Regions from separate parts of the Mus musculus genome. Here regions 1, 2, 3, 4, 5 and 6 are each linked to region 7. Evidence: chromatin contacts called from public Hi-C, HiChIP or PLAC-seq and promoter capture Hi-C data. All regions are on one chromosome and are shown on one strand. The core of a region is the stretch at or near the end of the contact, and the rest is flanking DNA. Distances in the headings are between cores, read along the strand shown.

What was found. Promoter capture Hi-C pulls out the DNA fragments that hold promoters and counts their contacts. Hi-C and Micro-C count contacts between places; a contact is called where the count stands out from the background. HiChIP or PLAC-seq counts read pairs in DNA pulled down with a chosen protein or histone mark. Capture Hi-C pulls out chosen DNA fragments and counts their contacts.
Region 1: a promoter capture Hi-C map of adipose tissue shows a contact between it and region 7. The contact joins the promoter of Mad2l1bp here to the promoter of Taf8 in region 7. A contact is called at or near these places in 6 of 39 promoter capture datasets (cranial neural crest, hippocampal neurons, liver and 2 more), 1 of 484 Hi-C or Micro-C datasets (B cells), 1 of 115 datasets of contacts at active chromatin or transcription factors (pancreatic cancer cells) and 1 of 9 other capture datasets (adipose tissue).
Region 2: a promoter capture Hi-C map of cranial neural crest shows a contact between it and region 7. The contact joins the promoter of Tcte1 here to the promoter of Taf8 in region 7. A contact is called at or near these places in 2 of 39 promoter capture datasets (cranial neural crest and liver).
Region 3: a contact with region 7 is called in a promoter capture Hi-C map of liver, with 4 times the contacts expected there. The contact joins the promoter of Mrps18a here to the promoter of Taf8 in region 7. A contact is called at or near these places in 1 of 39 promoter capture datasets (liver), 1 of 484 Hi-C or Micro-C datasets (B cells) and 1 of 9 other capture datasets (adipose tissue).
Region 4: a Hi-C map of B cells shows a contact between it and region 7, with 7 read pairs. The contact joins the promoter of Tmem151b here to the promoter of Taf8 in region 7. A contact is called at or near these places in 2 of 39 promoter capture datasets (embryonic stem cells and hippocampal neurons) and 1 of 484 Hi-C or Micro-C datasets (B cells).
Region 5: an H3K27ac HiChIP or PLAC-seq map of embryonic stem cells shows a contact between it and region 7, with 7 times the contacts expected there. The contact joins the promoter of Mymx here to the promoter of Taf8 in region 7. A contact is called at or near these places in 2 of 39 promoter capture datasets (liver and stem cell-derived epiblast-like cells) and 3 of 115 datasets of contacts at active chromatin or transcription factors (embryonic stem cells and pancreatic cancer cells).
Region 6: a contact with region 7 is called in a Hi-C map of B cells, with 5 read pairs. The contact joins the promoter of Mrpl14 here to the promoter of Taf8 in region 7. A contact is called at or near these places in 1 of 484 Hi-C or Micro-C datasets (B cells), 1 of 115 datasets of contacts at active chromatin or transcription factors (astrocytes) and 1 of 9 other capture datasets (adipose tissue).

The regions. Positions count from the first base shown.
Region 1 is chr17:46,152,274-46,155,306 of GRCm38.p6, forward strand. Mad2l1bp (MAD2L1 binding protein) reads right to left here and starts at 1,278. Exons shown (of 3, transcript NM_025649.3): 1 at 1,170-1,278; 2 at 506-768. The coding sequence starts at 1,224.
Region 2 is chr17:45,521,718-45,524,896 of GRCm38.p6, forward strand. It overlaps Tcte1 (t-complex-associated testis expressed 1), which reads left to right and starts at 1,717. Exons shown (of 5, transcript NM_013688.2): 1 at 1,717-1,854.
Region 3 is chr17:46,109,491-46,112,565 of GRCm38.p6, forward strand. It overlaps Mrps18a (mitochondrial ribosomal protein S18A), which reads left to right and starts at 1,514. Exons shown (of 6, transcript NM_026768.3): 1 at 1,514-1,639. The coding sequence starts at 1,528.
Region 4 is chr17:45,548,046-45,551,316 of GRCm38.p6, forward strand. Tmem151b (transmembrane protein 151B) reads right to left here and starts at 1,632. Exons shown (of 3, transcript NM_001013749.2): 1 at 1,238-1,632. The coding sequence starts at 1,354.
Region 5 is chr17:45,600,434-45,603,375 of GRCm38.p6, forward strand. It overlaps Mymx (myomixer, myoblast fusion factor), which reads right to left and starts at 1,634. Exons shown (of 2, transcript NM_001177468.1): 1 at 1,546-1,634; 2 at 534-1,252. The coding sequence starts at 1,238. The coding sequence ends at 984.
Region 6 is chr17:45,684,880-45,688,136 of GRCm38.p6, forward strand. It overlaps Mrpl14 (mitochondrial ribosomal protein L14), which reads left to right and starts at 1,470. Exons shown (of 3, transcript NM_026732.3): 1 at 1,470-1,548. Tmem63b (transmembrane protein 63b) reads right to left here and starts at 1,339. Exons shown (of 24, transcript NM_198167.3): 1 at 1,238-1,339.
Region 7 is chr17:47,500,794-47,503,969 of GRCm38.p6, forward strand. It overlaps Taf8 (TATA-box binding protein associated factor 8), which reads right to left and starts at 1,498. Exons shown (of 9, transcript NM_022015.4): 1 at 1,438-1,498; 2 at 491-647. The coding sequence starts at 1,476.

The DNA of each region.
Region 1 (3,033 bases), core at 28-2,527, 1.3 Mb before region 7:
CAGCTACAGTGTACCTACATATAATAAATAAGCACACGCCTTTAATCCCAGCACTTGGGAGGCAGAGGCAGGCGGATTTCTGAGTTCAAGGCCAGCCTGGTGTACAAAGTGAGTTCTAGGACAGCCAGGGCTATACAGAGAAACCCTGTCTCAAAGAAAACCATAAACAAACAAACAAACCCTTGTGCCAGAGTGAGCAGGGCCGGAGCGGGCAGAAAATGTCCTGAGTTTGATTCCCAGGAATCACATGATGGCTCACAACCATCAGTACAGCTCCAAAAAGAACTAATAATATCCTCATACAACCGGTAATAGGAAGAGTCTCAGAAAAAGAACAAGAGAAAAAAGGGAGAGACCCAAGTGCAGAGAAAATGAGGCAAGGAAGGCTCTGCAAAAGCCTAGACTTGCAGGGAGGCTGAAGACATCTTAGGTCACTTTTCTACTTCCCCATCATCTATGAGCCACAAAGTCTTCCCACCAATTTTCTCAGAAAGCCTGCACATACCTGGGGAACTTTCCGGTAGAAGTGCTTCAGCTGTTCATAGGGCAGAGGGAGCTGATGGCGCTGGTACAGGATATGCTTGAGAAGTTCACAAGTAAACTGGCAGCAGTCTTCCTGGCTCACAGGCCCGGGAAACACCACCGGCACCAGGTCTCTTGGGCAAAAGGGCTCCGCAGGATTGGAAGGTTCCTGGGCTGGCGGGATGACAGTCTCAAGATCTACTTCAGGAGCATGAGTTTCTTCCGGCTTCTCATACCAATCCAAATCTAGTCCATAAGTGAAAAGGTAAAGAAAGGGGAGGGGTTGTCAAAGTCAGCGTTAGTCTTAGCGTTCCCAGAGGCTCCATCAGCAGACACTCCCATAGGTGACAGGAAACCTGATACTGGCCGGGGACGATTTAAGTGACATCAGGGACAGGAAAGGGGGCTTTAGAAGACTGAGACTAATGTTTCGGTATGAAATATCAGGGGCAGAACACCCAAGGGGACAGGGCAGGAAAAACAATTCCACTTAAGGGCGAGGGAGTGACTTGCAGAGATAGGGCGGACTGGGACACCAGGAACAAGGACAGAAAGGAACGACGGAGGAAACGTCAGCCACTAAATGCATCTGGGGAGGTAGCAGCAGGGAAGAAACGAGTCCCCAAGTTATGGATCCCACGCCTTACTTGGGGCAGCAGCAGGGGACAGTTCGGACATATCCTCCTCACCGGACGCAGCCATCGCGACTGCCAGCCTAGTCGTCCTGCGGTTAAAATAGACGCCCCGCAAAGAATCATGGGAAGCTTAAGCTCCACTTCCGGCTCTTACCAGCCAGAAGGGACTCAGCGCAGCCGCTGAATGGTGGAGGTTGGAGATGACTTGAACCACACCCAAGCCGGGGAGCTCTTGGCCCCTCCCACTTAGGCGACCCAGTCGTCCCCTGGGGCTGGGGATGCCTTCATTTTTTTTTTTTTTTTTTCTCAGCAATAGTTTCCAGCACCCACCCCGCCCCCAACCCCCCATTCTGGAATGTCCTTAGAGATAGAGCCAAGATTAAGTAAACTAGAAGTTCACCTACCCCTCCCTGGAATTCGCTTAATAGTGCTTTAAATCCAGCCTTTGAACTCACTTCGGGGTCTCTCTATCTTGGTAATGGGAGACTCCAGCATGTTGGACTTCTGCAGAATAAAACACTCTTTGTGTTTACATACTGTTTGAGTCTGGGTTATCTTTCTTGAGCAAATCATAGACCCTTTTTTTTTTTTCTTTTGGTTTTTCCAGACAGGGTTTCTCTGTATAGTCCTGGCTGTCCTGGAACTCACTTTGTAGACCAGGATGGCCTCGAACTCAGAAATCCACCTGCCTCTGCCTCCCAAATGCTGGGATTAAAGGCGTGCACCACCACGCCCGTCATAGACCCTTATAATACTATAAAGAGTTAAGGTTTTTAGCAGGACAGTGGCGGTGCACGCCTTTAATCCCAGCACTCAGGAGGCAGAGTTCCTGAGTTCCAGGCCTACCTGAATTGTTAAGGTGGTAATAGATAAACGGCATCAAGGTCATGACAGGAATTCCCAAGTGAAGTTTGAACTTGATCTCACATAGGGGGATGAATAAGCTTTTTCAAAGTAGGGCAGGAAGGAATCCTGGGAGATGCCACAGACATAAGGAAGCTTGCTGCCAAGCTCGATGACCTGAGTTCAAACAGGACCCACAAAGTGAAAGGAGAGACTAGAGTCCCTCTACACCACTATGTAACAGGCTCACTCACAAACACAAATGGGGAAGTGACGCGAGTACATTAACATGTTATGGCTGGGTATGGTCATATCAGCTTTAATCCCAGCACTGGGGAGGCAGAGGCAGGTAGATCTAGAGTTTGAGGCCAGCCTGGTCTACAGAGTGAATTCCAGGATATCCAGGGCTATACTGAGAGTCCCTGTGTCAAAAAAAAAAAAGGGGGGGGGTTTATAAGGTCAAACATGTAACGATAATAAATAAGTTCTTTGTTGTTGCTGTTGTTTTTCAAGACAGGGTTTCTCTGTGTAGCCCTGGCTGTCCAGAACTCATTCTGTAGACCAGGCTGGCCTCGAACTCAGAAATATGCCTGTCTCTGCCTCCCAAATGCTGAGATTAAAGGCGAGCGCCACCACTGCAGGGCAAAGAAGTTCATTTTAAACTTGGCTATTGACATGACTGGAGACACGGGATCAGTTTATAGAGTACATGAATCCTGAGCTTGATTCCCAGCATTACAAAAAATGAAACCCCAGCCTACCCCAAGTGACTAACAAACACGCAAATGGATTCCTAAAATTTTTTTTTCAACATACATACAATTTTATCACTAACTAAAGACCAAATCAAATTTGCATACTAATAAAATAGATGTACTTGTAGAAATATATACTGACTTGATATTTACTCCCAAGAAACAAGAACCTACTAAGCCTTTGTTTTCTATTACTGAGCCATTAGGCTTCTCTAAAAGTTTGGGGCCGGAGAGATAGCTCAGCAGTTAAGAGCACTGACTGCTCTTCCAGAGGTCCT
Region 2 (3,179 bases), core at 467-2,966, 2.0 Mb before region 7:
CAAGTGCTGGGATTGAAAACATACACCACCAGGCCTCATCAACAACAGGCTTTTAAAAGTTAGCACAGGGGGCTGGTGAGATGGCTCAGTGGTTAAGAGTGCTGACTGCTCTTCCAAAGTCCTGAGTTCAAATCCCAGCAACCACATGGTGGCTCACAACCATCCATAATGAAATCTGATGCCCTCTTCTGGAGTGTCTGAAGACAGCTACAGTGTACTTACATATAATAAATAAATAAATATTTTTTTTTAAATTTAGCACGTGCCCCAAGGTGGAGCTGAAGCAGAAAACAACTGAAGCCGGGCCTGAGCAGATTGCTCAATAAAGTATTTGCTCTTTGAGCATGGGGACCCAAGTTCAAGTGGCAGAAGCCACAAAAGCCAGCCTTGGTGGCGCACCTTCATAATCTCCCAGCTGTGCAGTCAGGGAAGAGTGCACAGAGACGGGGCGGGGGGGGGGGGGGGATGGGGATGGATTCCCCCAGTTCCACGAGCCATCTAACTAAGCCTGGTCTTTGAGCTCCAGGGCAGCAAAAGACCTTTTCTCAAGGAGGACAGCACCTGAGGTCACCCGCCACATGCATGTACATACCTGTGCACCTATCTATACACACAGAAGCATGCGCAAATAGAGCAGCTGAGACCGAAGCCCAGCATTTGAAGCACAGTGGAGCCAAGGAATGTAGGGAAGACCCTCCTCTATCAGAACAAAGCTGCCAGGCAGAGCTCTACCTAGACACAGGAGTGAGGGGTGGGTACAGCAGTGGGAGTGCACATTTTCATAGCAAGGATTCCCTGACACTGTATTAACTCCGAAGCGTGGGGCTACACGGTGCCAGAGTGCACACTGACTACCATGTAAGCATCTGGAGTGAGGATGTAGCTCCGGTGGCCCAGTACCAAGCATGGACTGAGCCCTGGGTTCAATTCCCCAGCACTGCAGAAACACGATTCCACTCTCTGTAATCCGGGCTCTGGAGAAGCAAGGCATGTGCAGCAGAATCAAGATCATCCACCGACTATACACACGATGGTTTGTAAGCCTCATGTGAGAGCGTGAAGGGACATGGGGACAGAAGCATGGCTCCTCACTGCATGGCTTGACCGCTGGACCTTGGTGGTAGGTTGGTCTACTAGGTTTTACCGCGGGCCCAGCTCTTTCGTGGCCACCAAGCTGAGGCTTCAACAGAGGCAATCTGACCAGAGAAGCTAGCTTAAAGCTAAACTTTGCTTTCCTAGGACAGACGGACACACACACACACACACACACACACACGCACACTCACAGTCTGCTGTCCCTCTGCTTTAGAGAATGAGTTCTTCTATTCCATATAGCCTGATCCCCGGAGTCGTCTCTCCTGCCTTGAGAGCTTCCGCCAGGCTGAGCGAAGGAGCGCTCTGGAGGCCCAGGCCCTTCCTGCCTCTGATACTTGGTTCACATTAGAGATAACCGAAGGGGCTCCCCAGCAGAGTTGGGGTCCACAGCTCGACCACAGGGGAATTCCAGAGGCTTAAGTAACTGTAGAAAGTCCCTCGCTTCCCCTGTCTCCTTTGTTTTTCTTGGGCCTTCTTCTCCTCCCCCCCTCCGCCCCCCAACTCCTTATCAGAAGTACATCCTCTAGAGCCACGCGAAAACCTTAATGCATCCCGAAACACGCAGCCAGAAAGCACGAGCGGAGGCCGAGAGCATAGGGTCGTTTTCTGAGCACGCGCACTAGGGGCAACCGAGGAGGAGGGCGCCAACGCCCAGGGCGGAGGGCTCAGGGTCCGCCCCCTGGCGACTCAGGCGTCCCTAACAACCAACTGCGCCAAGCCAACCGCCTCAGAGAGCAGTCTCCTGGGTCCCCAGAGCAGGTGAGGTGACCTCCGGGAAAGGGACCCCCAACTCTGATCTCCCCAATCAGACCATGCTGGTTAAGCTCAAAGCCCTGCCAGCTCCTGCAACCCACGCGGGTCTATGGCCCCGCAGCCGTCATCTTAGCTTCGTATGTCCTGTAATGGGAGAACCCATTCTGCAGTTACATGAAGCCCCCAGCTCATCACGCCTGTCTTCTAGAGGTGGGATCCAGGCTCTGCATTCCACACAGCGACTATCTGTAAACTGGTCTAGAGGTCTAGAATTCAAGTAAAGAAATGGGGAGACCTGGGAAGAGGAGAGTCCCCAATCCTCAGCTGAGGACAATGCTACAGGCCCTGTGGGTTCTGCACGTCCCCCATGGACCTGGTCTCTCTGAGTTACCAAGGGGAGGAGAAGAGAGGAGGCTGGAGTCGTGGGTAGAGCTACTGCAAGTGTCCCTTTCCATAGAGCTGACTACAGATGCCTGAGCTAGGATGGGGAGGACCCAGAAGCTATGAACAAGCTATCTCCCTGAGCCAGAGACCAAACCTGGGCTCTCAGAAAAACAGTGGTTGGTTTGTTTGTTTGTTTGTTTGTTTGTTTTAAATTCTCTCTTCCTTCAGCCCATAAACTGGGACTTCACAACAGGACTTTGGGCAATAGAGGGCAGGGAAGATGTAAACAAAAGCCCAGGGCTCTGAATACAGGAACCTGAGACCCAAGGAGGGCTCTTTGTGGGGAGCATGGGGTACGCGTGGGTGGGAAGCTGGCAGAGAGGTGGATGGAGACCCTAACCTGCCCCTGCAGCAGACCACCACAGCTACACTTGCAGAGAAACATGGGGCGTGACAGGCCCATTTGAGTAGTGGCAGGAACCTCCCTGACGTGGCCAGATTTTACTGGGGACTTGAAGAAGGATGAAAAGGGAAGGAATATGAGGGAGAGATCCAAGCTTGACCCAGTCTGTGAGCAACATGCGCTCCCAGCGTGAGCAGGGCAGAAGAGCAAACCTGCAACATTCTCTTGGGCCCTTGTGGAGACCTCAAGCCAAAGTCGGCCACAATCCAGCCTTAGGGAAGCGTCTCGGCAGCGAAGTAGGTGAAGGCTGGGGCTCCACAGTGGTGACCAGAGAACCCACGGGGGGAGGGAGTTCCAGAAACCTTTCTGGAACTGAGATGAGGTGAGAAAGGGGTACCTCAGAGAAGCAAGAGGGCCCATGGGGCAGATAAGCAGTCCGTCTGGCTTGCTGGCTTGGTGACAGCGAATCTCTTCAGTTTTCTAAGCCTCAGTTTCCTCTTTTGTAAGGTGTGGGCAATGGTGTTATGGTGACAAATGTCAATAA
Region 3 (3,075 bases), core at 264-2,763, 1.4 Mb before region 7:
GGGAACCCAGTGCTGGCCGGGCTCTCCAGCCTTCAGTAGGAAACTGCTGGACAGGCACAAGGAGGACATGCACACCCCTCAGTCTGCCACCTCTGGTGGAGCAGCAGTGAACCCAGGAGCCAGGGTGACCCATACATCCTTCAGTTCCTCCTTTCCACAGCCTTTTCATTGGCTGCGTGCTCTTTCTTCTATGTCTCGTCAGGGTCTCTGTAGGGGGAGAGATCAGGCATGACCGCCCATGGATGCTCACACAAGGTGTACATCCATGGGAAGAACTTAATGGGTCAGAATCCACTACATCACCCCCAACTGAGTGAGCTCCCTTTTATGATGCATGGGCTAACTGATTGTTTCCAGCTGAAAGGCCACATCTCTCAGCTTCCCTTTCAGACTACGAAGTCATTTCTACTCCTGTAAGGGGCTGTTGCCCATCTTCCCTTGCTGAGAATAAGCATTGTCCCTGCTAAGGACAAACTGAGCCTCTCTTTCTGTCTCTCTACAGCTGCCTTTAAATAACCTAGCATAATGGTGGTGCAGCAACCCGGGCTTTGACACCAAATGTTAGATCTCTTAGGCAGTGTAGGGAGACAGAAGACCGAAAAAGAGGCTAAAGCCTTTTCTCCGCAGAGAGGTCTGTTCATTCCAAAACAGTGAAGGACAAAAGAGGTGCCAATGTGGGAAACGCTGGCAGTGACTCTTTATAGGGGGGGAGGGGGGAGCGGTGTTGTTTCCATTCATAAAGAACTAGGGATGCCCTGGGCTTCCCAGGATGCAGCCACAAGGGTGACTAGGGTGGCCCAGCTTCGCATTCCTCTCTGCACTGGCGGACTGACCAAAGTCATTTGTAGGAATCCTGTCTCCTGACCAAAGCATTCTATAATTCCAAACCCTGCAAGAAATCAGGGAAGTGTATATAAACACAAAGATTGAAAGTGTGTATAAGGGGCTGGAGAGATGGCTCAGCGGTTAAGAGCACCAACCACTCTTCCGAAGGTCCTGAGTTCAAATCCCAGCAACCACATGGTGGCTCACAACCATCTGTAATGAGATCTGACGCCCTCTTCTGGGGTGTCTGAAGACAGCTACAGTGTAATTAGATATAATAATATCTTTGGGCAGGAGAGCAAGCAATGATGGCTCACAACCATCTGTACAGCTACAGTGTACTCATATACATTAAATAACTAGCTAACTAACTAAATAAATAAATCTTTTAGAAAAGAAAAGAAAGTGTGTATTAGCAACAAAGATCGGCAGGTGGGAGGGGTGGTCAACTGTATTCCACCTCTGATGCTGAGGGCCAGAGTCCTTACCATCCCAATCTGTCCTGACAGGTCTAGCCTCAGTCACAAAAGCTGCCCAGCAGGAAGAAAAACTAAGGAAACCGGGTGGCGTGTAATTTACAGACAGAGGAGGTGACAGAAACAGAAGGGATCGGTGACCACGAGAAACCCTCCCGCCGCACAGCGGCTGCGCACACCCCTGCTCCGGAAGCGGAAGTGCACACGCGGTCAGGTGCGTTCCAAGATGGCGGCCCTCAGGGCTCTGGTGTCAGGCTGCGGGCGGCAGCTCCAAGCGTTCCTGGCAGGCCCCGCTGCCACTGGCTGGTTATGGCTTCCAGCTCGCGGGTTGAGAGAAGGTGAGTCCCAGGACCCAGCGACCCCCGGGACTTGAGGAGAGCGTCGTGACACTTCAGCCAGCCGCGATGTGCCCCTCCCTCTCAGCGACTCTGAGACCCGGGAGGTGCGATCCCCCGCGGGCCGCTTAAAGGCTTTACAGACGCTGGCGGGGTGGCTTCACCTCCCGGTTCTCAGTGTCTTCCGAAAGTCAAGGAGAACTGAGAGAAAGACCTGGTCGTTTAAAGATCAAAGAGAAGAATGTCTCAGAGTTCAGAAAAGCTATAAAGGCTGAGTGTTAATTCTCCCATCATTTTCCAAATCGCCTCCTCCTTGGTTAAAGCATGCCGCCAAGCCCACCTTATCAATTCTTCTCTGAAAAATGTGTGATTAAATGGTCACTTTCTCTGCCTAAGCTACGGACTTGTAAGATAGCAGCCAAAGTGCAATGGCAGTTGAACAACTAAGACTTGCTAAATGTTAGGTCTGCATTTCATTAATATTAAATCTGGAAAGGTAACCAGATTCTAGCATCATCTGAGACCTTACTGAAGGTCAAACGCTGTGAGTCTAGCTGTAAAAGGACTGTAAAGGGAAAAAGCACGGCTTCCTTGGGTTCTAACGAGCTATGTATACATCCCCACCAATAAACGGAAGTTATCCGTTTGCATGAAAAAGTACAGTAAGATTCTGTAACCAGAAATAGCAAAGTCAGTTTGAAATTTTCATAAAGAGGATGCTCTTGAACAGGCTCGTAAAAGGATGGAGTTTGGCAGAGTGAAAAGGTCTTTCTGGATATAGTCTTTTCTGTATTCTGTGAGAAGCAGGAAAGGATAAGTGATGTAGATAAAGAAATGATGCGGGAAGGGACTTGTCTTTAAAATTGGCCAACCAGGGAATATTAGTTAAAACTGAGAAATAAGTTGGGCGTGGTGGCTCACAACTTTAATCCCAGCACTCGGGAGGCAGAGGCAGGCAGATTTCTGAGTTTGAGGCCAGCCTGGTCTACAGAGTGAGTTGACAACCAGGGCTATACAGAGAAACCTTGTCTCGAAAAACCAAAAAAAAAAAAAAAAAAAAAAAAGAATGGCAGATAGATAAACTGGGCAGTGGTAGCACCCCTTTAATCCCAGGAGACAGAGGCAGGCAGATTAAGTTCAAGGCCAGCCTGGCCTACAGAGCGAGTTCTAGGAGAGTTCTAGGACAGTTAGGGCTACATAGAGATAACCTGTCTTGAAGATAGAAGAAGGAGAAGGAGAAAGAAGGAAGAAGGATGAGGAGGAAGAAGAAGAAGGAAAAAAGAAGAAAGAGTGGCCAATAAGGGATTCAGTTCAGGGGAATCAAGAGATAATTAAGGGGGCATTTGTGTGTGTGTGTGTGTGTGTGTGTGTGTGTCAGATTAACTCATCAAGAAGGTCACCAGTGAGATCTTGTGGATGGCAGAGTGGACTCGGATACA
Region 4 (3,271 bases), core at 382-2,881, 2.0 Mb before region 7:
TCTCCACCAGATGGAGCGCTCCTGAGGGCAGGGCTCATGTCTCATTCTCTTTGCCTAAGTGACACCCAGCAGGCACATAATCAATAAAGATTGAGTTTGATTGCTCAAATAACCTGTCTTCCACTCTTTTTGCATTGTTGCACACATGTGTGTATACACGCACACACAAAGACACACACACACACAAAGACACACACACACACAACCTTCTGATGCAGTTCTGACTGGCCCCTTTAATTCTTCATGCCTGGCCTTGGGACCAGTCAGAAAGAGAGAGATAAGGCAGTAGAAACCAAGTGTTTTAACCAAGTTAACAGCAGAGGCCCTAGATTTCTGGGCATAGTTAAGAAGAACAGGAAACAACACAGAGCAGGTACCTGCAAGGCAGTAAGAGGACAGCCTTTCAGGAGCTGTGCCTTTGGAAGCCGAGTGTATAGGTGCACCTGTGTGCCCGCCTGGTCATGTGCTTGTCCCAATGTGAGTACAACCGAAAGGGGCTACCCACACGTCCATCCCCACTCTCCTCCTGCCTCCGTGCAATATGCACGGTGTGCACCAGTGTGGATGCAAGGCTGGAACTTAGAGTTTCTACTTCCCTTAGTTTCTTTGTCTCCTGGTTTCAAAAGACTAAAAGTAGGACCCTAGCAAGGTACCGCACAGTACTGACTCAGAAATTCTTAAGCTTAGTGCCCCCTAGGGGGAGCATCAGGCATTAAGAGAGAGAGGTGAGCAGCAGCCCCCTTACACACACACACACACACACACACACACACACACACTCTCAGTGACACCAGGGGGTATGGCCTTTGTACCCGTCTGATCTTCCTATGATCCCAGCTAGGGTGACAACATCACTTCCCCCAAGGCACTCTTCTTGCCTCCGAGCACTCCCAGTCCTCCCTCCCGGCCTTCAAGGTGGGATGCCGCCCACCATCCTCACCTGGGGGATGGCCTAGCCCTTCTCTGCTAAGCCGGGGGTCTGCGAGGCTCCGCCCAGGGCCCCTCCCCCTGCCCCGGACCCCCGTGAGCCCCGCCCCCGACACGGCCCCTTCCTAGCCACAGCGGACTGCGCGGGCAGCCAGGTCGGGGCAATGCTGCTGGACTGCGGCTGCAGCGGCCGGCTCGGGGTGCGGGGCGCCGGCCGCTCTGCGGCGGAACCGGCGGGGACCGCGCGAGGTGCGGGGGATGGGGGCCAGGTCGCGGTTGTACGGGGGAACCGGGGACCGCCGGCTCTCACCTCCTCTCGGGCGGGGCCCTCGTCCGCCGATGCCATGGGCTCCTCTGGGACCCCGGAGCCGCCACCGCCGCCGCCGCCGCCGGCGCTCTCTCCCGCGGCCGAGCCAGGGGGGGACATGGCGTAGAGGGGGCGCGTTGAGCTCAGGACCTCCCGGGGGGCTGCCAGGGGCCGGGGGCATCCTGCGCTGGTCCTGAGGAGGGGGCGCGAGGGGCGGGGCCCTCTCTGCTCCCCACCCCCCGCCGGGGGGAGGGGGCCTAGAAAGGGCACGGGGGAGGCTGGAGATGGGGGGATGGGTGGGAGGGCGGACTGAAGGGGCCGGGCTGGGGGGGCCGGGGCCGGGGGCGGGTGTCACCTTGAGGCCCTCGCGGCGCCGCTCCGCCTCCCGCCCGCTCCCGCCGCCGCCTTTTGTCTGAGCCGAGCTGGAGCCAGCGCGCCCCCCCTCTTCCTCCCAGTGCATCAGAGCCCCGCCCCCAGCCCCCCAAACTCCGCCTCCCCCAAGCCTTCCTAATAACCACCACCACCACACCGCTAAAGGGGAGAAGCAACAGGGGCTCCCCGCACCCTTTCTGTCTCTCGGCCCTGTTCACCGCATCTTCCTTCCGCCTGCCCCTTCTGGGAAGATCTCAGCCTCAACTCCTCTCCAGCTGTCCTCTTAGAAGGGCCCTGGCGAGCGGGAGGATCAAGCAGCGTCGGTCTCCCATCTCTGGTCCCACAAGTCCTTGAAGCTGAAGGCTGGGGAGAAGAGAATGAGTCTGGACATTTTAGGGAAGACCCTTATTCCTAATTTGTATGGTAAAGGGTTAAGGCAGAAGCCGGACTCTAGAGGCGCTGAAGCTAAATCCAAGAAAGGACTACTGGAGGGCAGAGAGAGGAGCCGCAGGGAGGCTCTCCCTCCTTCCCAAGAGCAGCCCCAGAAAAGCGATCAAGTGCATCCAGTTCTCTAGAACGGGGGGGGGGGGGGGGGGTGTAAAGGACACCTGAGTCCTAACTCTTAATTCTGGCCCTGCCATAAGTTGTGTGGCCTTAGACAAACACTTTCTCTCTCTAAGCCCTTGTTCTGTTCCTCCCGGGTACAATGAAAAAGTCCACTAGTCTGCCGAGGTAGGGAGGTCAAGTCACAGACCACAGCAAGCTGAGTGACTGCCAGTAGCCAGGCCCTGTATGCTGCCCACCCACTGCTGCTTTTCCCTGCGTTGACTAAGACACACAAGAGACTGGCAGTGTTCTGCCTGCGTGCATTCCTGGTGTATCCATAAGTAAACAAGTACTCGGCACCTACTGTATGTCATGTATAGAAATAAAATGCAATTTCCTACCTTCAAAAGGCACAGCCTAGTTGAGGAGAAGACATGCAAACCAGTCATTATAATAGATTGTGATAAAGACCGGGCAATGGTTGTTCTGGGTGTGAATAGTCACTGTGCCAACCCACTGTGTTACTGGGGTCTTTGTCAGACAGTAACTGTTCTTCCTTACCCGGAGGAGACCAAGGCATGAGGAGGACAAGTGAGTGCTTACGGAACCACCTGCCAGCACCCACAGGATGACTCCTAGACTTCAGAGCTTTCTCTTTGTGAAGGGAAGTGACACACATCTGAGACAAGAGGATCAATACTTAAGGCCAGCCTGGACTAGATACCAAAACACTGTCCAAAAAAAAAAAAAAAAAAAAGGGTGTTAGGTAGTAGGTTGGGGTGATAGCTCAGTGACAGAACACTTGTCTAGCATTTGGGAAGAACTAGCTTCAATTCCCAATTCCAGAAGTTCCTTTGGAGCAGGGGATGACCTTGAGGCAGTGTTGATATCATATCTGATCTCTGGGGTTAGGAAATAAGCATACTGAGGTGCCAGGTTTCCCCTTGCCTCTTCGGATCAGGAAAGCCACTCCTTGTATCCCCCCACCTCTGCCTGCTCCCCCCACCCCAGTGCTTCTGCTTCCACGCCCCATTTCCTATTCCTCCCTCCTCAGAGAGAACAGATGGTCTTCTATTCACCTACTGCTTTGAAGTGTCAGCCTGAATGACCCTCTTTAGA
Region 5 (2,942 bases), core at 384-2,883, 1.9 Mb before region 7:
GATGTCTCCAAAGCACACCCGGGATCAATTTCCCTGCTCTGTCAGCCAGCTAGCCTTCCTGCAACAGAGATCTAAGCCATTGCTGGGCGGGCCGCAGGAGGACATTCTAAATGAAGTTACACAATTCCAAACTTGTAGCTTGTGAGGACCGAGGGACAGACAGATGGAACAAGTTATCCAAAGGAAGTCTTACCAGTCAGTGCCTTCACCTCTGCCCCTTCTCCAGCTTCCCACAGATACCAACCCAGAGGTAGGCGAGAGTAGGGGTGGTGAGATTTTCTGAGACACCTCAGTCATCCAACACAGAGCCTGGAATTAGCTCAACCGGTAGAGAGAGCGCTTGCCTTGCGTGCATACAGTTCTGGGTTCAATCCCTAATACCACCCAAACTAGGCTTGGATGTGGTGTGTGCCTGTAATGCCAGTGCCTTGGAAGTAAAGTCATAGAGGACAGAAATTAGTTCAAGATCATTTCAGGAGTCTAAGGCCAGACTGGCATACATAAAACAGTCTCAAAAACAAAAGCCACCACCACCAATAACAACACACTGTCCTCGTTTATTGACTACCTGCTGCGTACCAAGCTTTGAAAGTACTCATTCTTTAACGGGAAGCAAGGGCTTATAATTTTAAGGTAGACGGGACAGTTTGGATTTAAATACCACCTCTTAGCTAAATTGTCTTGAGTCTAAGTGAAACATCATCTCTTAACTGACCTTGATACCCGCATTTGCAGGTCCACCCTGGAGGCCAGAGATAAGGCAGAGGGAGCTGCAGAGAGGAAGGGTCAATCAACACAATCTGTAGCCTGCTAGGAGCTAGGGGAGTGGGAACTGTTCAGGTCAGAGCCCTCTTGCACTCAGCCCGGACTGTCTTCGCCCACTGGGCAGTCTGCCGTCCATGCCCGTGCGTGCGGACCGACGCCTGGACTAACCGGCTCCAAAAGTACTTTGATGGGCGTTGCTGTTTCCAGGACCCGTGGCCTCACTTCTGGGGGCCCAATCTCTCCTTCCTCTGGGAGTGGTCCACTCTGGAGGCCTCTCCAGAATCCGGTGGCTGTTGCTGGCTGAGGACAAAGAGCAGACAGCTCAGCAGAGCCTCTCTCATGTCTTGGGAGCTCAGTCGGCGGGCCAGCCGGCGCAGCAAGGGCAGGAGGTGCTGCCGGGCCAGGCGGGCAACAGGCAGCAGCAGGCGGGACAGCAGCGATCGAAGCACCATCGGGAGCAATGGAACGGGCATGGCAGGACCTGCACCTGCAAAGGGAACCCGGGTTTTAGACTGTACCTCAGGCACGCACCTCACCTGGCAAAGCAGGGTGCGGGGGTGTGGAGTCCTCCCTTCAGCTTATACCTCTGTACTCCCCAGTTTTCAACTGGATTAGTTTTACAGTGCAGCTTTCTTCTGGCATGAAAGCTGGTTAAGGAGTTCACTCACTGTTATCACAGATGGGAAGGGAGCCCAGGGCTGGAAGGTGGTGGGGACTGAGGCTAGGGCCTTTTCCAGAACCCACTTCCTTTAATCCCTCCCTCCCTTTGCATACTCTGACCTGAAGCCTGAACTTCTTGCCCTCCTGCTCACCAGTTCTAACCGGCCAGTGGCAGCTCTCACCAGTCAGAACTGCTCAGAATCAATTTCAGGATGCTTTTGCCTGCGGTGGATTCAGCATCACTGGACATCACAAGGGAGCCCCACCCCCCTCAGCCTCCACCCAGCTCTGCTCAGCTTGGGTGTGGAGCGGGGCGGACAAGGAGGGAACAGCTGTGTTCTGGCACCTGGTATATTCGGTCCAGCTGCTCCCTCTTGCCATCTTAGGAGGAGAAGACAAGAGGGGCCATGTGCAGGAATTCCCCATGGGGTGGGGTGGAATGGCGGCAGACTTCAGCGTTGAGCTGTACTTTCTAGCCCTGTGACCTGAAGCGTGTGGACTCTTCTGGGATCCAGTCACCTCAGGTGTTACCTTTGGAAATGGAGGAATCAGAGAAGAGGACAGCGTGTGTGTGTGTGTGTGTGTGTGTGTGTGTGTGTGTGTGTGTGACACCTCAGATGAAGCTAAGCTGTGTTCAGCTTACCTATACCACCCCAGTGGCCAAGCCAACCGTGACCTGCGGAGTCTCTGATGGGCCCTTTTAGGGTACAGGATGGGAGGCACAGTTTCTGTTTTAACTGAGCACAGTTACATAGGGCTGGATATACATCAAGGCCTACTCAAGGACAGAAGAGCATACAGTTCTAGACCTTCTCCAGTCATTTCCCTGCCTCACTCTAAAGGATATATATACATATATATATATACATATACACATATGTTTTTATGTATGTATTTTAAGTATATATACATACACATGTACATATGTGTGTATACATACATACACATATATTTGTATATATATCCAGCTATATCTGGTTGGGTGTATGGCCTAAGTTTTTTATTTGGTTTTTGGGGGTTTTGTTTGTTTGTTTATTTTTCTTTTATTGTACGGGGTTTATCTGTGTAGCTCTGGCTGACCTGGAACTCACAGACATCTTCCTGCCTCTGCCACACAGTATGTTTTGTTTTAAGATTTTCATCACCCCATCGCCCACACCCCCACATCCCCACCCCTGCCTCAGTCAGAAAGCAGCTGTAATTCCAGGCTGGGTCCAATGCAGATGGTGGCTATTATGGTTGGTTTCAATGTCAACTTGCCACAAATTAAAATCATCTACATAGGGAGCCTCTCCCGCAGAACTGCCCTGATTGCCTTAATTGATGCAGGAGACTCTCCAGATCAAAAGGGTGTGGCCAAGGCAGATGCTCAGATCTCTGCTGGATTGGCCTTCCCTTTAGCCCTTAGTAGGTTTAATTAAATTATTTAATTTTGATCTACTCATTTCATCCGTTCTGTTCTTCTAGAGAACTGATAGAGTATGCATGAAGTGTTTTTTGCAAACTTCAAAGCTGTG
Region 6 (3,257 bases), core at 220-2,719, 1.8 Mb before region 7:
CTTCAACAGCAGGCCCCAGCATGTGCTACCTGGTACATGCCAGGACGTAGACCCTCTGGTACCCGGGAGGACAAAGGTGCTGGCAGCATACCCACCACCTGAGCCTGGCAGCCACTCCCCTTCCCCTTCTCTCTTATATCTGGAAGGCAGAGGGCTGTGGTCCCCTCTTCAGGAGGCGTTGGGTACAATCTCATTCACCCGACTACTGCAGACCGGGAGGAGGTTCAGGGTCAGGGAGTGGTACTCGGTAGAGAGCAGAGCCCCAAGCCCCTCTGAGCAACCGGCCGCCAGACTTCCGATCAGGGGACCAAGGCGGGTGGCAGCACAAAGCTCCAAGGGCAGCCAGCCCCTCTGACCTCTCTTCCCCACTTCCCGGGCATCCTTGCTTTTTCTGAGCAACACAACGACAAGCTTTGGGACAGTCCGCACCAGGCGGTCAAGACGGCCGGGAGGGACAAAGCGCGCCCCCTCCCCCTCAATAGGGCCTTTGCCTACTCCGGATTCGCGTCTGAATCTTCTCCCCACCGCACCCTCCAACGCAGGCCCGGGCGGCTCATGAATGAACTGCTCTGTGTGGGGCGCAGGAGAGGACATGCTCCCCGGGCCGGCCGCCCTCTCCAGCCCGCAGATCAGTCCCCACCAGGGTTGGGGCAGCTACTCGTCTGGTGCTAACACCTCGAGCCCTGCCCTTTGCCCAAGCATGAACCCCTTGCTTGAGGCCGGCTTCGTCCCCAGCAACAAGAAAAAGAATTAAAAAAAAAAAAAAAGAGAGAGACCGAGGGCATTGGACTTGGCGACCCTAGAATGCAAAACTCGGGGGCGGAGGCGGGTGGTTCCCTTCAGCGGCGCCGGCGGCTGGGGAGCAGCTGGGACCGGAGGAGGGCCGCGCAGGGGCCGCACACCTGGACGGAGCAGGTGGAACTAGAGTGGCACTCGAGGGCCGGGACGCAGGGGTCCCACGCCTTGGAATATTCCTGAGGGGCGGGGGTAGAGGACGGCGCACATCTGGAGCCCCGACAGGGGTGGGAGGACTCACATCTGGCAGGGACGGTGCGGGTTTGGGGACAAAGCGTGCCTCCGTTGGGTCCCGTGGGGCCCGGGCACCTCTGGGTCCCGCAGGAGGTGGAAGGGAGGGGACGCGCAGCTGAGTCCGGGTGCTTTTTTTTTCCTTCCTTGGGGTGGTGGTGAGATCCTATGAGCCAAGTAAGGGGTGCTGGGGAGGGGTCCGCGTACTCACCCCTAGGCGCAGACTCGGCTCCGACTCGGGAGCCCCGGCTCCGGGCGGGGCGGGGCTGGGGAGGGGGAGGGGGAGTCGCCGGGCGGCTAGAGCTCTGGGCTCCTGCGGCGGCCGCGGCAGCGCGTGGGGGAGGGGGAGCAGAAGGAGGGAGGGAGGGCCGGGGAGGGGCTCCCGCAGGACCCGCCCCCACGCCGCACACGTAGAAAGTGCGCGCGCACTCACGGAGAACCCCTGGCGCGCAGGCGCAGCGTGCGGGGCGGGGCCTTGCCAAGCGGGGGTCCGTGGCGGGAGATTCCCAGGCTGTTAACGCGGTACGGTGGGGGCTCAGGGGAACACCTCGCACCCCTCGCGCTGCTTTTCCCGGTTTCTTCTCTGCAATAAGGGAGGCGCTGTCGGGGAGGGGTGAGGACAGGCCTTACTGGAAACCCAGTGTCAAGTGAGAAGGGTGCTCACTCTTCGCGAGGCCTCAGATCTGGACCCTCTCGCTGCCTTTTTGCCAAAGGCTTCGGGGTCCGCGCCTCCCACGCGCCCCCGATGCGCCCACCTGCTTATCCAGTTCGGGATGTAGAGCCTCGGGGAATGGGGGCTGAGATCTTGCCTGGGTTAAGTGGCTAGGCCGGTTGCTTTGACGCGTCTCCCGCAGTTTTATCTGCTTCTCTCTCTTGCTGGGCCTGGAGATGAGTTTGCTAGAAACTTCTGTGGTGTAAAGAGGGAGTCTTTGCTTTTGCTTCTGTCAGGCTGAATGACTCCTTTTGCACCGGGGATTCCCTGTATTCTCAGTTCACCAAAGACCTCTCCTAGTGGGGGGGTGGGGTTAAGACTTGAGAGTTGGAGAGGTGGAACGCCCCTTTTCTGTATGTCACCACACATCTCGAATACAAAGACACGACAGATACCACCTGTTAAATTTCGAGGTCTTAAAGGGGACAGAAGAAATACTGCTTCCCGCTGTACGCAGTAAGTGAGCTTTACACGCTGAGACTTAGATGAGGAACTGTGTAGCGGTCACAAGAGGCGAGACGGGATCACCTTGGATTACTTGGGAAATGGTGGCACCCAGGGAGGGTCTTGCATCACGACTGGACACTACCATCCTGGTCACTGTGTTTGCTGTATGTGGCTATTCAGCTGCTCGTTTTGTAGCTGGGGGTTTGCAGCTCTAAGATTTGGTCTGTTGAAGTGTCTTTCAGACACTCCCATGAGTGGCTTGGAAATCAGTTTAGTAGATCATGGCCATCGTGTGTGTGTGTGTGTGTGTGTGTGTGTGTGTGTGTGTGTTGCGCCTACAGTAGGTATTCTGTCTTGGGACACAAGGGCATGGGGGTGTATTAGGTGTCTTCTACTGTTTCTGTGTGTTGTAGAAAAGTTTGGGAAAGTATTGATCTCTTGTATACCTCTCGCTTTCCTTAGCTTGAGTTTTTAGTCAGTTAAATCCTCTGAAGATGCAGTTGATAGTACTAGTAATGAGCACATTGGAATTGGCCATCAGTGGGGTTTGCCCGTAATCCTAGATGTAGGTAGCCGTTAAGGATGTCAAGGCCATCCTTAGCTGCTTTGGGTGTGTAAGGCCAGCTTGAGATTGCCTGACACCAAGTCTCAACAAATCAAACCAAACATACAAATTCCCCAACTTTGAGGATTTTGGTGGTGGTAAGGGAAAGAAGATGGAGCTGCGTCTGCCGCTGTAGACTGCCTGGGGCTGTCACTGAGAAGCTGTATTGAGGAAACAGGTTTTGATGGGGCTGGTGGTAATGGTGGCACACCTGTGGTGGCACAAAGCCCTCCAAAACCAAGATTAAGGACTTTTGCATCATCCAGGATTCTGGACATCTAACTGCGGCATATATCCTATAACAGCGTGCTACTTGAGAAACGGGTTCAGGAGCTCAGAGGCTCAGACTCCCACTTTATTATTTTTTTTAGAATAGTAGAATTCCAGAAACATCTTCCAGTGATCTCCAGAAGCCCCCAAATCAGCTTACCAGGCCCCCCATCTTCTATTATCAGTGCTGATGTGCTG
Region 7 (3,176 bases), core at 248-2,747:
CAGGAGGCAGAGGCAGATGGATCTATGAGTTCAAAGCCAGCCTGATCTACAGAGTGAGTTCCAGGAGAGCCAGGGGTACACAGAGAAACCCTGTCTTGAAAAACCAAAGCGGGGAAGGGTTATATTAAAAAACAAAAACAAATTCAAAGACAGAAAGGAGACGTTCTTGGGGCTGTGGAGAAGACCGAATCCAGTGTTGTTCAGGGATACAGGGCTTTGGACATGGATAACGCTGAGAGTTGTGTAACACTTAATGCCACTTAATGCCGCTGCAGACGACTGAAATGACAAGGTTGCTATTTGTGTCTCTCCCACATGTATAAGCATCGAAACAGTCTCATTCTACAATGGACATGTGTGTTTCTTCTGCCTGAAGCTGAGTCTCTAACAGTCTTCCAAGAGAAGGGGAGAGAGAATCTGGGATGGAGTTCACGGAGCTGGGGGGGGGTCTGTAAAGGAAACAGCGGGCCTAGTGTTTCTTGGTACTCACAGCTCTGCAGCATCTCTGTCAGTGTCTCCACAGACGCTTTCTCGGCACTCTCAAATCCCGCCTCTGTCAGCAAGGAGCTCACAACCACTTGCAGGGTCCTCCTCCGGGCCAGATGGTAGTTATCAGCAGGGTTAGTGGATTGCTTACTTCCCGGTCTCTGGAAATCAGAAGCCCAGAGTGAGACTTTGAACCACTAGATGTGTGTGTTTTGCGCGCGTGTGTGTGTTCCTGCGAGTGCAGGTGCCGCGCTGGCCCGGATTCCGTGAAGCAGGAGTTACAGGTGATTGTGAGCCACTCCACCAAACTCAGGTCCTCTGAAAGACCAGCAAGTCCGTCTTAACCACTAAACCATCTCTCCAGCCCCATTCACTTCTTTCTGGAGCAAAGTTACAGGAGCGGGTCTGTGGTGGGCACGCCTTTATTCCCAGCACCCGGGAGGCAGAGGCAGGCGCGAGAGGAGGCAGGAAGAGAGAGGGAAAAGCAAAGGAAGAATATATACACGAATGATGGTACTGAGCGAATAAATCTACTATCTTCTTGTCCCATCACACCATTTCAGTAACCAGGAAAATTAAACCAGCTACCACCACAGGATGCAGAGGAGAGCTAGGCATCACCGCAGAGAAAGGCAGAGCAAGTAAATATTTTACGAAGTTCCAACTTCGGCCGGCCAGTAAGAGGATAAAAACAGCCTCTTCAGACCAATCAGAAGGAGTTCCGGGTTCCCACCTCAACAAGGAACAAGCCAATCAAGTCTCAGATGCAGCAATTCAGGAGGCCGCTGCCAAAAGCCAAGCAGCGGGGACCGCCTACGGCCAGAGATACTCTCCAGCCCCGGGTCTCAGAGCGGGCCTGGGCTTCTCGGTTCGAGACCGTGGCCCAAACCGTGGGAGAGATCCAGAAGACCCAAACTCTTTCGGCTTCACGCCGCGCCTCTCCACCCTTACCGTTCCGGAGCCACCAGGCCCGGCCGCCGTGTCAGCCATCTTGCTCTTGCGTAGTGTGCGTGAGCGCGGGGCACGATGGGACTTGTAGTTGCGGGGTGGGAGGTGGAGAAGGGCGGGGCCGCGGGTGCCCCGCCTTATAGAAAAGCTCTACGAACACGTGTGAGTCTGGGGTGGGGGTGGAGGGAGCTCGGGATAGCCCAAGCTCACGTGGCGTTGTGTGACCCAAGCTTTCTTGGACACTTAAGTCAGTAGCTGTAGCAATTGATCTGGAAGACGCACTGTGAGATGCACTGAGTTAAAAGAAACATATTTTGTCCAGGAGCCTGCCGTCTGTAATCCTAGCACTTTGGAGCTGAGACCAGAGGATCTAGAGTTCCAGGCTAGCGTGGGCTATGCAATGAATTAAAGGCCAGTTTAGGACTACATAAGGAGACCCTTTCCCTGAAAAGAAAAGAATAAAAATAAAAACAAAAACAAAGCCATTTGTATGAAGTAAGTTCTCAGAAATACACTAAGAATACAATTTGGGTCTGGAGAGATGGCTCAGCGGTTAAGAGCACTGATTGCTCTTCCAGAGGTCTTTAGTTCAATTCCCAGCAACCACGTGATGGCTCACAACCATCTACAATGAGAACTGGCGCCTTCGCAGGGCCTTGGTGGTGCACGACTTTAATCCCAGCACTTGGGAGGCAGAGGCAGGTGGAGTTCTGAGTTCGAGGCCAGCCTGGTCTACAGAGTGAGTTCCAGGACAGCCAGGGCTACAAAGAGAAAACCCTGTAAAAAAAAAAAAAAAGAAAAAGAAAAAGAAAAAGAAAAAGAGGGGCTGGTGAGATGGCTCAGCGGTTAGGAGCGCCGACTGCTCTTCCAAAGGTCCTGAGTTCAAATCCCAGCAACCACATGGTGGCTCACAACCATCCGTAATGAGATCTGATGCCCTCTTCTGGTGTGTCTGAAGACAGCTACAGTGTATATAATAAATAAATAAATATTTTAAAAAAAGAAAAAGAAATCTGGCGCCCTCTTCTGGTGTGTCTGAAGACAAGACCAATATACCCACATGTATGCAATAAATAAATATTTAAAAACAAAAAAACACTTTGGTTCTGCTTGCTCTTCCAGAGGTTCTGAGTTCTATTCCCAGCAGCCACATGGTGGCTTACAATTATCGGTAATGGGATCCAATGCCCTCTTCTGGTGTGTCTAAAGACAGCTACAGTGTGTGTATTCATATAATTGAAACAAATAAATCTCTTTTAAAAATACACTTTGGGGCAGAGAGGTGGCTCAGTAGTTAAGAACACATACTGGGCTGGAGAGATGGCTCAGTGGTCAATCAGAGCACTGACTCTTCTTCCTGGGGTCCTGAGGTCCTGAGTTCAATTCCCAGCAACCACATGGTGGCTCACAACCATCTGCAATGAGTTTGGATGCCCTCTTCTAGTGTGTCTAAAAGACAGCTACAGTGTACTCATATACATAAAATAAATAAAATCTTAAAAAAAAAAAAAAGAACAAACACATACTGCTCTTGGAGATGACCCAAATTTGAGCACTCATATTGAGTGTCACAACTGCCAGGTAGATGATGGGAACTGAATCTCTGGAAGAGAAGAGTACTCTTAACTGGAGCAACTTTGCCCCTTGAATGTCATGGTGGTTTGAATAAGAATGGACCCCCTAGGCTCAAATATTTGAATGCTAAGTCACCAGAGTTGGGCAATTTGTTAGAGGAGAGGTGT